Regions from separate parts of the Mus musculus genome. Here region 2 is linked to region 1. A link is a contact called in public promoter capture Hi-C data. All regions are on one chromosome and are shown on one strand. Each heading gives the region's core, a stretch centred on a gene start, on an enhancer-like site or on the middle of the called end of the contact. The rest is flanking DNA. Distances are from core to core; before and after follow the strand shown.

Region 1 (4,467 bases), core at 1,667-4,166:
CAGTGTGAAAAGCAAAACTTTATGGGTAAGCGTTAATAACACAGAAATGCAGTGCTAGAAGTCCAACTGACACACCAAGGGGCCTCCCTAAGCCTGGCTCTGTAATGTCATAGGGAAACTGAGGTGGCTCCAGCAGAGAAAATGACTTGCCCAACATACATACAAAATTCTGCCAAAGATCAAACAGACGCTGTTGAGATGGAACAAATTCAAAACTGCATATAATTTGGATTTGTAATTTATATACATAACTAACAAAGTGATCCATACATATAATCCCAGCACAGCTGTGTGACTCCTCCCTCTGAGGAAGGAGGAATCCTGCATCCAGGCACAGGCCTGCCTGAAGAACGGCACACTTGGAACCTCAGGCTAGACCCTGAGCCTTACCTTACCCAGCAATCCTGCTTTGGATGGGCACAATGGCTACTCTGACAATCAAAGGAAGAAGGACAGAGGCTGGAGTAGGCTGCAGCATACTATACATACTGGGCCAGCAGCAAGCGCCACCTCCCTCCTGAGGACTCATCATCAAACCTAGCTACAGCTGAGCCCAAGCCGAGGCTTCTTAGAGTCTAGAAACAAGCAGAACTGGCTTCGTCTGGCCAAAAGTATCAAGTGTGTTTTCATTTAAAATTTACATCAATGGGAAATGTCCTAATCTAGCCTGTTCAAACTTCTCATTTTCACTGACTGTTTAAAAAGCAAAAGTCCCGGAGCAGCATTAACTATCAAAACACACTGAAGGCAGACTTTTTCCTCTTCCCTAACAATTTTAAATTGTCCACCCACTCAAACCAGAAAGGGTTTTTTCCTGGACTCCATCCCTTCCTCAGCCCCCACAGACTGAGGTCAGCCTGTTCCTCCTGTCCACACTATCCCTCCCTTCCTCCCCCATGCCCAGACACCTACCCATCTCCTACCCCAGCCCCGTCTGCACCCACACTGGTTCAGAGGGATCTTGCTGACACTCGGGTCTGTCTCAAAAGTCCTCCACCGCTCTCTCAGAAGAGGACATAGCCTAAGCTCTGTCAGCTTAACACAGAGCATTAAAGGAGAAGTAGACCAGGAGCAGTCAGCATGTACTTAGAATAAACCCATTCCCTGTTAAAGACAAAGAGACTAAAGGAAAACAATAATTAGGGGGCTGGAGAGATGGCCCAGTGGTTAAGGGTACTGTTTGCTCTTGCAGTGGACCCTGGTTTGGTTCTCAGCCATCCAAGCTCCTGACACCCTCTTCTGACCTTTCTACGGGCTCCAAGCATGAATGCAATACACATACATATATACATGCAGAAAAGAATGCAAATAATAATAATTAACTGTGGCCAGGTGTGGTGATGCATGTTCATGATCCTAGTTGGGGGTGGGGTGGGGGATGGTGGCATGAGAATTTGAAACCGACCTAGGTTATAGAGACCCTGTCTTGAAGGACGAGGAGGAGGAGGAAGAGGAGGAGAAGGAGGAGGAGGAGGAAGAATGCACTGTGTATCTGAGAGAGAAAGAGGGAGGGACTGGGGCATACACAATCATGTACTGGCTTTTAATACTTTAAATTAATTCCACCAATCTTTAAATTCCCCTTGGCTCTTTGATAAGGCCCTCCTATTTAATAAACACTAAATTAAGAGTGTTTATACCATTTTAGTTTTATTAATCTTCTTAACACAAAAGATTCTGGTTTGGAACACTCTCCAAAATACATTTGGTATTGGGCACATTTCAAATTAAAAATATAAAATAATAATAATGCAAAGATGAGGCTACAGGAGTGAGCAGGGTGGCTCAGTGGATACAGGTACATGTTCACACACACACACACGCGTCAATGAAATGTAATCATAACTAAGATGGAGCTACATCAGGAGTCTAGGAGAATCATCATTTTAATCCATCTCTTTGAAGGTCTCCACAGACTTAATGTCACCAGGCGTCCTGAAAACATGGTCTTTGCCTTGTGGTGCTCAATTACCTACAGACTTCAGCTTATACAAATCTGGAGAGATGCTCACTGGGTCAAGTGCTCACCACTAAAGCACGGGACCTGAGTCTGGATCTCCAGCATTCACAGAAAATGCCAGGTTTGAAGGCAAATGGTGGGAAGACAGAGATGGGCGAGTCCCTGGAGCTTGCCAGTTGGCTAGTCTCACCAATCAGTGAGAGGCTCTGTCTCAAAAAATAAAATAATATTATTTCACATATATAATTTATAATATATAATACATATATGGCTGCAATCAAGTAAGATACATATCAGCCTCGGTCTCCACACATGTGCACACCAAACATATACACATGCGTATACTGCACACTCAAATATACATGAACTCATACACACACACATAGCTACTCAGATCCGCCAAGGTCCTTCTCTCTTCTCCAGTGATCTGGGACCACCCAGCGCAGGGTCTTTGGACCTCAGAATTAACAACACTAAGAACAGTAGTGTTCTCCGTGGCCCAGGCATTCTTGTGCACTATGGGACATTTGGTAGCACCTTTGGCTTCACCCACTAGACGCCAGAAGCACCCCTTGCCCTGAGCACTCAAACATGTCTCCAGACCTTGCCGAGAATCCCTCTGAATCACAGCTGCCCAGACTCAGCAGCACCTCTCTCGTCCCACCACCTACCCCATTCTCGAGGAGACCTACACAGCTTGCCTCTCAACCACTTTCTGCATCTTGAGGCACCTTTGGATTCAAAGCACCTTGCAAAACTGGCTGACTGTTTTCTCAACACCATCCTCACAGCCTATCTGACTACACTGCCACTCAACAGGAGCAACATCTCAGCATCCAGCTACTTCTCAGCCACCAGCACACCATGGCCTCTGCTGTGCCTGAGGCTGCCCCAGCTTTTTCTTCCTCTTACTTCACTGCCTGTCCTCTGCCACAGTGTAAGCCTGCCAAGAGCCTTTGGCTATACAAAAGAGAAGGATTTTGGCATGAGCTACACACCCAGCCTTGGAGACTGGGAGCAACATTCTAGCTTGTGAAATAACAAACAAGGCCGTGAGCAAAATCGGAGCATCCAAAGACAAGGCTGGCATTCTGTGCTCCATGCATAACACTGCCATCCTGCAAGGCCTCCTGGCCTCTCCTCATACATGAGGTTCTGGGAGTGACTGTGTCTCCAGGGACACAGCCCCTCCCTGCTCCATGATACAATCCTGATACCAGGAAGACAGGGCATCTGTGTGGTTCAAAAGGTCATCCCACCCAGCCAGGTTCAAACTCCAGGCACCATCTCTGATTTGATTCAGTGGACATCAGTCACTCTAGCCACACTCAGGTTCCTACTCACAGCCTGAAGGGAAAACTGCAGTGGGTGTGTCAGTGGGTGTGTCGGTTGAGAACAGGAGCTGCACTCCTTGTCTGGGGCCTTGGGGGAGGCTGGGAGAGCCGGCTCCCAGGCTCCTGTCTGCACCACTTATCACTGGCAGTCAACGTGCCCGCTCTGAAATTCCTCTGAACACTTCCCCAAACAGGATATGTTCAATCAGTGAGTCATGAAAAGTGGGATATTTCTAGAAATGCAATGGAAGGAAGGTGTGGGAGCGAATTTCTAAAGAGAATGAACAAAAAGACAATATGGAAAGCTAATCAGGAATTTACAGGGCCGGAAGTGGCCGTTGGCTGGGCCTTTGCAAAGAGCCCCACAGCCTCAGGCTGATCAGCCTGTAAGCTGGACTACCCCAGATGTATCCAACTCAGTAACACAGCCATCTGGTGCTAGGCAGGTCCACCTTTCTGCTCCTCAGTTCCACCAGCCCTGGGACTTGGAATGAGAGTTCCAGCTCCTGGATTCACACTGTGGGCAGAGCCTGCTTTGGAGACTTTGGTCAGGATCTGCGTGTTTCCTCCAGCCCCACAGGTTGGCTTTCCAAGTGTCCCAACAGTTTCTGGCTCCTCATGTAATTTTGAGATACTCTTACCACTCAGCAGGGCTCATGGACCAACTGCTCCTACAGCAATCCTGACTCAGGGCAGCCAAACTACGAATGTCTCCAGTCTTACAGATTCAAAATTCAAACCCAGAGAGATGACAGGTGGGACAGTCAGAGTCAGGACAAAGTGGAACCCAAGACTGAGCTGGCCTGGACCTCCGGCTTTTCAACATCTCTTGGGCACCCTTTCTTCTCTAAACGTGGATGAGATGACAACACACACAGACTGTGTTTAACACTCACTGAGAGGACTGGAGACATGGCTCAGCTCTTCTGAAGGTCCTGAGTTTAAATCCCAGCAACCACATGGTGGCTCACAACCATCCTCTTAACAACTCTGACTTCGTCTTCCGGAGTGTCTGAAGACAGCTACAGTGTACTTACATATAATAAATAAATAAATCTTTAAAAAAACAAACACTCACTGAGCACCGTCACCATGTCAGGTATGCGGTAAGTGCAATATAAGTATTCCTTAAACAAGTAAATGAGGTGTTTCCCCGGGTCACAACAGTGTCAG
Region 2 (4,535 bases), core at 1,574-4,073, 280 kb before region 1:
GAACTGAGATCCAAAGAGGAACAAGATGCCCAAGGTCAAACCGTAAATATCAAGGACTGAGACTGAGGATCATCTGGCTGCAAAATGAATGTGCCTTGTTCTGTTCCAGTGACTTCTTCGTAGGGGAATCAGGAAAAATAAGATAACTACAAAGTACTTTCTTTGCTGACTGTTTTCTAAGAACCCTTTCCAACACATTGGCGTGATGCTAAATACCTCTTGTATGTTCTCGGATGAACTTCCAAGAAGACAGACTAGTCAGGGCCTTAGAATCCTTACAACCCCTATCAGAGCTGGAGAAGACTAGGAGGAACAGCCGCAGCAAAGATTCAAGGATGACACAAACACCACATGTGTCCATATATGTAGTTTTTGCTGCTGGGTAGCTGAGTGACCTGTCCATGACCATGATCAGGCTGTGTCTCATTTTCCTTTTTTTTTTTTTTTTTTTTTTTAAATTGGAGATGGTGTTTACAACATTTCCCTTTTAGTGGCATCAAGTATATTGAATGAGTTAATCCTTGCAGGATTTAAATGCAGTGTGACCCTCAATAAATAAATAAAATAGGGCTGGTGAGATGGCTCAGCGGGTAAGAGCACCCGACTGCTCTTCCGAAGGTCAGGAGTTCAAATCCCAGCAACCACATGGTGGCTCACAACCATCCGTAACGAGATCTGACTCCCTCTTCTGGAGTGTCTGAAGACAGCTACAGTGTACTTACATATAATAAATAAATAAATCTTTTAAAATAAATAAATAAATAAATAAATAAAATAATAACAAATAAAGCCACTCTAAATGTCAGCTTTTCTGTGTTCTGGGACTTGAAGTACCAAGAATTTTTTTTTCAGACACAAGCAGATTCTATGGAGTCCCTCAGATATTACAATTTCATAATGTGTCAGTTTTTGATTTCACATGATCATATGAGCTTGTTTGTGGTAAATATTTGGCACGTGCCTCTTTTGGGTAGGCCTCACTCAGAAACAACCTTTTTGACAATTTCCCTTCATATGTCTCCTCTCTCATCACCTCCATGGGCGTCTCCTCTCTATGGGCTGGGTTTGCTGCTCTAATTTAGGGAATCTTGAAATCCACTGCTTATACAGAAGGCATTTTATCCGTTGGGATTTCTGTGTGTCCAGCTCCACCCCAACCCACAGGAACATAAACGCTCGTGTGTCTTGCAGCCTGGCCTTGGGGATTCCAGAAATAACACCGGGCCGTCCGCCGCTGCACTGGAGCATAGTAAGGCGTTTCTGTATTAAGACAGAGTAGAGTCACTTTCCAACCAGGCCTCTCCTGGTCAAAGCACAAAGCAACCTTTACAAGTTGGGTAGGGAGGGGCAGCTGGGAGGAGATCTGAATTTCTGGAAGCTTCGTCTCTTCCCCCCCCCCCCCCCATCTGTGCTCAGTGTCAGACCTTCCTTTCTGCAGTCTTCGGTCTGCTTGGTTCCGTTTAGCATTTGAATCCACTTTGCCTGTGGCAGTCACTGAAGTTCTTTGAACCCTTGAGGAACTACTGGAACTGGCATCTCTTCAGAGCCCAGGTGGCAGTTTCATTCTTTGAGTCCGGTAGGACAGCCACCTCACTAGGAATTGGATTGAGGGCTAGGAAATAAGGGAGCCTATTTAAAGGAGAAAAATGTTAGCTGTGACCCTGAATACATGGCATCTGGGGCAAATGCTCTCATTTCAGAAGGGTGTTTATTGTGCAGAGAAAAACATGAGATCTTCACAAATATATCAGGAGAAAAAAAACCCATCACACACAAAAAACAAAAGCATGCATACATGCTTTACAGAGTACAAAGGTGTGTGTGTTCGGGGCAGGGTGTACTTAGACATTAATGTGGAAAAGTAGTAAAGAAATGTTTAAGAAATATGCTTCCGGGGATCGGGTAGTCACAGCTGTGTTTGTTCAAATCGTGCTTAATGTCATTTCCCCGTTTTAAAGAAATGCTTACCTGACGCTGCCACGCAGTCCTGCCCAGATCTCCTGAATCTACCTTTCCATAAGGGAATTGCTGGCTTTCGGGTGCCTGTGTGAAAACTTGAATTAAGCCACTTTCTCTGGGAACGAATCCTTTTTTAATGGGGATCAGGATATTTCTAATTTGTAGCCGAAACAGGAAAATTGTAAGGGTTGCATTTTAATGTCTTGGGGATACAAACCTTTGTCAAGAACAGGAAGGTAGAAGAAAGGAAGGCGCTTGTGCATCAAAAGGGCTAATTATCTCACCCCTGCCAAGTCCAGCTGCAGCCGCAGCAGCTCGAGAGCTGCAACGCCCCATCTGCAGTGGTTGCTGCTACAGGACACGCGGTCGCAGCCTCGGAGGTCGAAAGCACCTCCGGTCCCGTGCCGCACCCAGGAGTGCCGGGCTGGCGGGGAGGATGAGGGGAGTTGGAAAAGCATCGCCATGGCAACAGTGACGTCCATTCACCCTGGATCTAATTGGAGGAAACCCCGTGGCCGAAGCCGCAGCCTGCGGGCCAACCGAACCTACCCGAGCCGACCCACCCTCGGAGCCTCCGCTTCGCTTCCCGCCCCGCCCCCTGGGCCCCCTTCCGCGCGCTCGCCCCTCATTGGACAGAGGAGAAGCTAGAGGCGGGACTCCTTGGGGAGGTGCAGCGTTCTATTGGTCGGTGGCGAGCTCGTCGGCTCCGTGCTAGGCTGAGACGGGAGGGTCCTCGGCTAAAGCCCAAAGCAGATCAAAGTGGTGGGACTCGCGTCGCGGCTGCGGAGACTAGAAGGTGAGTGCGGACACAGCTCTGGGACTGCGGCTGCAACAGCCGCCGCGAGGTACCGAGGCCGGGTTGGCGGAGCACGGTCCTCATATCTGCTAGGCTACCGCGCGCCTGAGGTTCGGGCTGGGACGGGAAGGTGCGGCACCAACGGCCGCTTCCATCTTGGGCCGGGTGGGGCCCGCGCTCCGGCCTTGGGGAGGCGCGGCGGGCGGGCCGGAGGGCGCGGGCGGAAGGCGGCGGCCCCGTGAGAGGCCGGAGGACGCGCCGCCTCGTGCGCTGAGACAAAGCGGGCGTCCGGCTGCATTGTCTGACGCGCTCTCTCCTCGCTCCTTTTTGTCCTCGCCGGCGCCGCCCCGCCCCGCCCCTCGCGGCTCTCAGGAGGACTCCGGATCCGGCTCGGCGCTCGCCCTCGCTCGCCATGGAGAAGACCGAGCTGATCCAGAAGGCCAAGCTGGCCGAGCAGGCCGAGCGCTACGACGACATGGCCACCTGCATGAAAGCCGTGACGGAGCAGGGCGCCGAGCTGTCCAACGAGGAGCGCAACCTGCTGTCGGTGGCCTACAAAAACGTGGTAGGGGGCCGCAGGTCCGCCTGGAGGGTCATCTCGAGCATTGAGCAGAAGACCGACACCTCTGACAAGAAGTTGCAGCTGATCAAGGACTATCGGGAGAAAGTGGAGTCGGAGCTGAGGTCCATCTGCACCACGGTCCTGGTGAGTTGGCGCCGGCATTAGTGAGGGAGTAGGGCGGCGGGAGCGACACCCCTTTTGTGTGGTGTTCCCGATGGGGAGAAACCTGTGGGATAGAGAGTTTGTGATTTGAGCCCCAGGCTTCCTTCTTACCTGTTTCAGAGCTTTCTCGGGGGTGGGTAACTCTTTTTTTCCCAAGCTCTGGGGTACAAAAACTTGGGGGGAGTAGCCGCGTAGGCTTGCACAAGACTGAAAAAGACCTATTTAACCTTGTGCCAGGAGAGTGGTCCTGAGATCTGTAAGTTCTTTCATGTCGTAGAAGGCATGGGGACTTTTACCATAGAGATGCTAGAATTTCCCCAGCCCCCCAAGATTTAGGAGTGAAAAATCTAGACATGTTTTATTTTTCATGTAAGAATATGTTGAGCCTTTCCTTGCTAAAGAGGTGTGGGGGTGGGTGGGTGGATGAGTTCACTGGATGAAAAGGATACAGATAATTTGAAGAATACCATGCCCTGGTCAAATTTCACTATTTAATAGTGTTTGTTTGTTTGTTTTCTATTTGTTGCCTCACTTTAGTCCGGTGTATGGAAATGAAAGCATTTCTGGTGTGGATGGGCAAGGAAGGCTTTCCAGGTTTTGCACTATCCAGTCCCAACCGGGATGTTAACTGCTATGATTCACCCTTATTAGAGGGGGCACTTTTAAATCTTGAGTCATTCATTGCCCAGATCTCTTATTCAATAAAGCAAGTTTCTAAAATTTAAATAGCATGCCATAGAGTGTCAGATATTAATGCTGCAAACTGTGACTCCTGTTCACATTGATAGGTAGTTATAGACTGATGATGAAGTAGCTGCTGGGTTTGCTCTTCACATGCCACCTTTATATGAGGCAGCTGGTAGCTGATAGGCTTGCCCTGGATCTTTTTAGGTGTCTTTTATGCAGGGTTTCATAAGAGAAGGGAAAAAGGGGCTTTCCCTTCTAGCCTTCATTTCTTTATCACATCGAATCAATGGAACCTAGAACATTTTTCCCTGTTGTGTAAAACCTACCTGTTTTACTAAAACAAAAGAGATTATCTGAGCAAAATCATGG

Evidence for each region. Promoter capture Hi-C pulls out the DNA fragments that hold promoters and counts their contacts.
Region 2: a promoter capture Hi-C map of liver shows a contact between it and region 1. The contact joins the promoter of Ywhaq here to the enhancer-like site in region 1. A contact is called at or near these places in 9 of 39 promoter capture datasets (the C10 cell line, cranial neural crest, embryonic stem cells and 6 more), 3 of 484 Hi-C or Micro-C datasets (LSK cells, cranial neural crest and embryonic stem cells), 4 of 115 datasets of contacts at active chromatin or transcription factors (bone marrow-derived macrophages, extraembryonic endoderm stem cells and pancreatic cancer cells) and 1 of 9 other capture datasets (liver).

Annotation. Positions count from the first base shown.
Region 1 is chr12:21,135,055-21,139,521 of GRCm38.p6, reverse strand. All of the region lies in intron 1 of Asap2 (ArfGAP with SH3 domain, ankyrin repeat and PH domain 2), which reads right to left. Among named protein-coding and RNA genes, the nearest start is that of Asap2, 26 kb to the right of the region's middle. Within about 2 kb of position 2,916, at least 139 of the 459 cell types and tissues checked have an H3K27ac peak or open chromatin away from gene starts, as enhancers often do. A contact at or near this core is called in embryonic stem cells, extraembryonic endoderm stem cells, liver and 1 more, where this site is marked.
Region 2 is chr12:21,415,724-21,420,258 of GRCm38.p6, reverse strand. Ywhaq (tyrosine 3-monooxygenase/tryptophan 5-monooxygenase activation protein theta) reads left to right here and starts at 2,823. Exons shown (of 5, transcript NM_011739.3): 1 at 2,823-3,461. The coding sequence starts at 3,168. Gm4419 (predicted gene 4419) reads right to left here and starts at 2,377. Exons shown (of 4, transcript NR_166748.1): 1 at 2,177-2,377; 2 at 1,969-2,043; 3 at 1,425-1,629.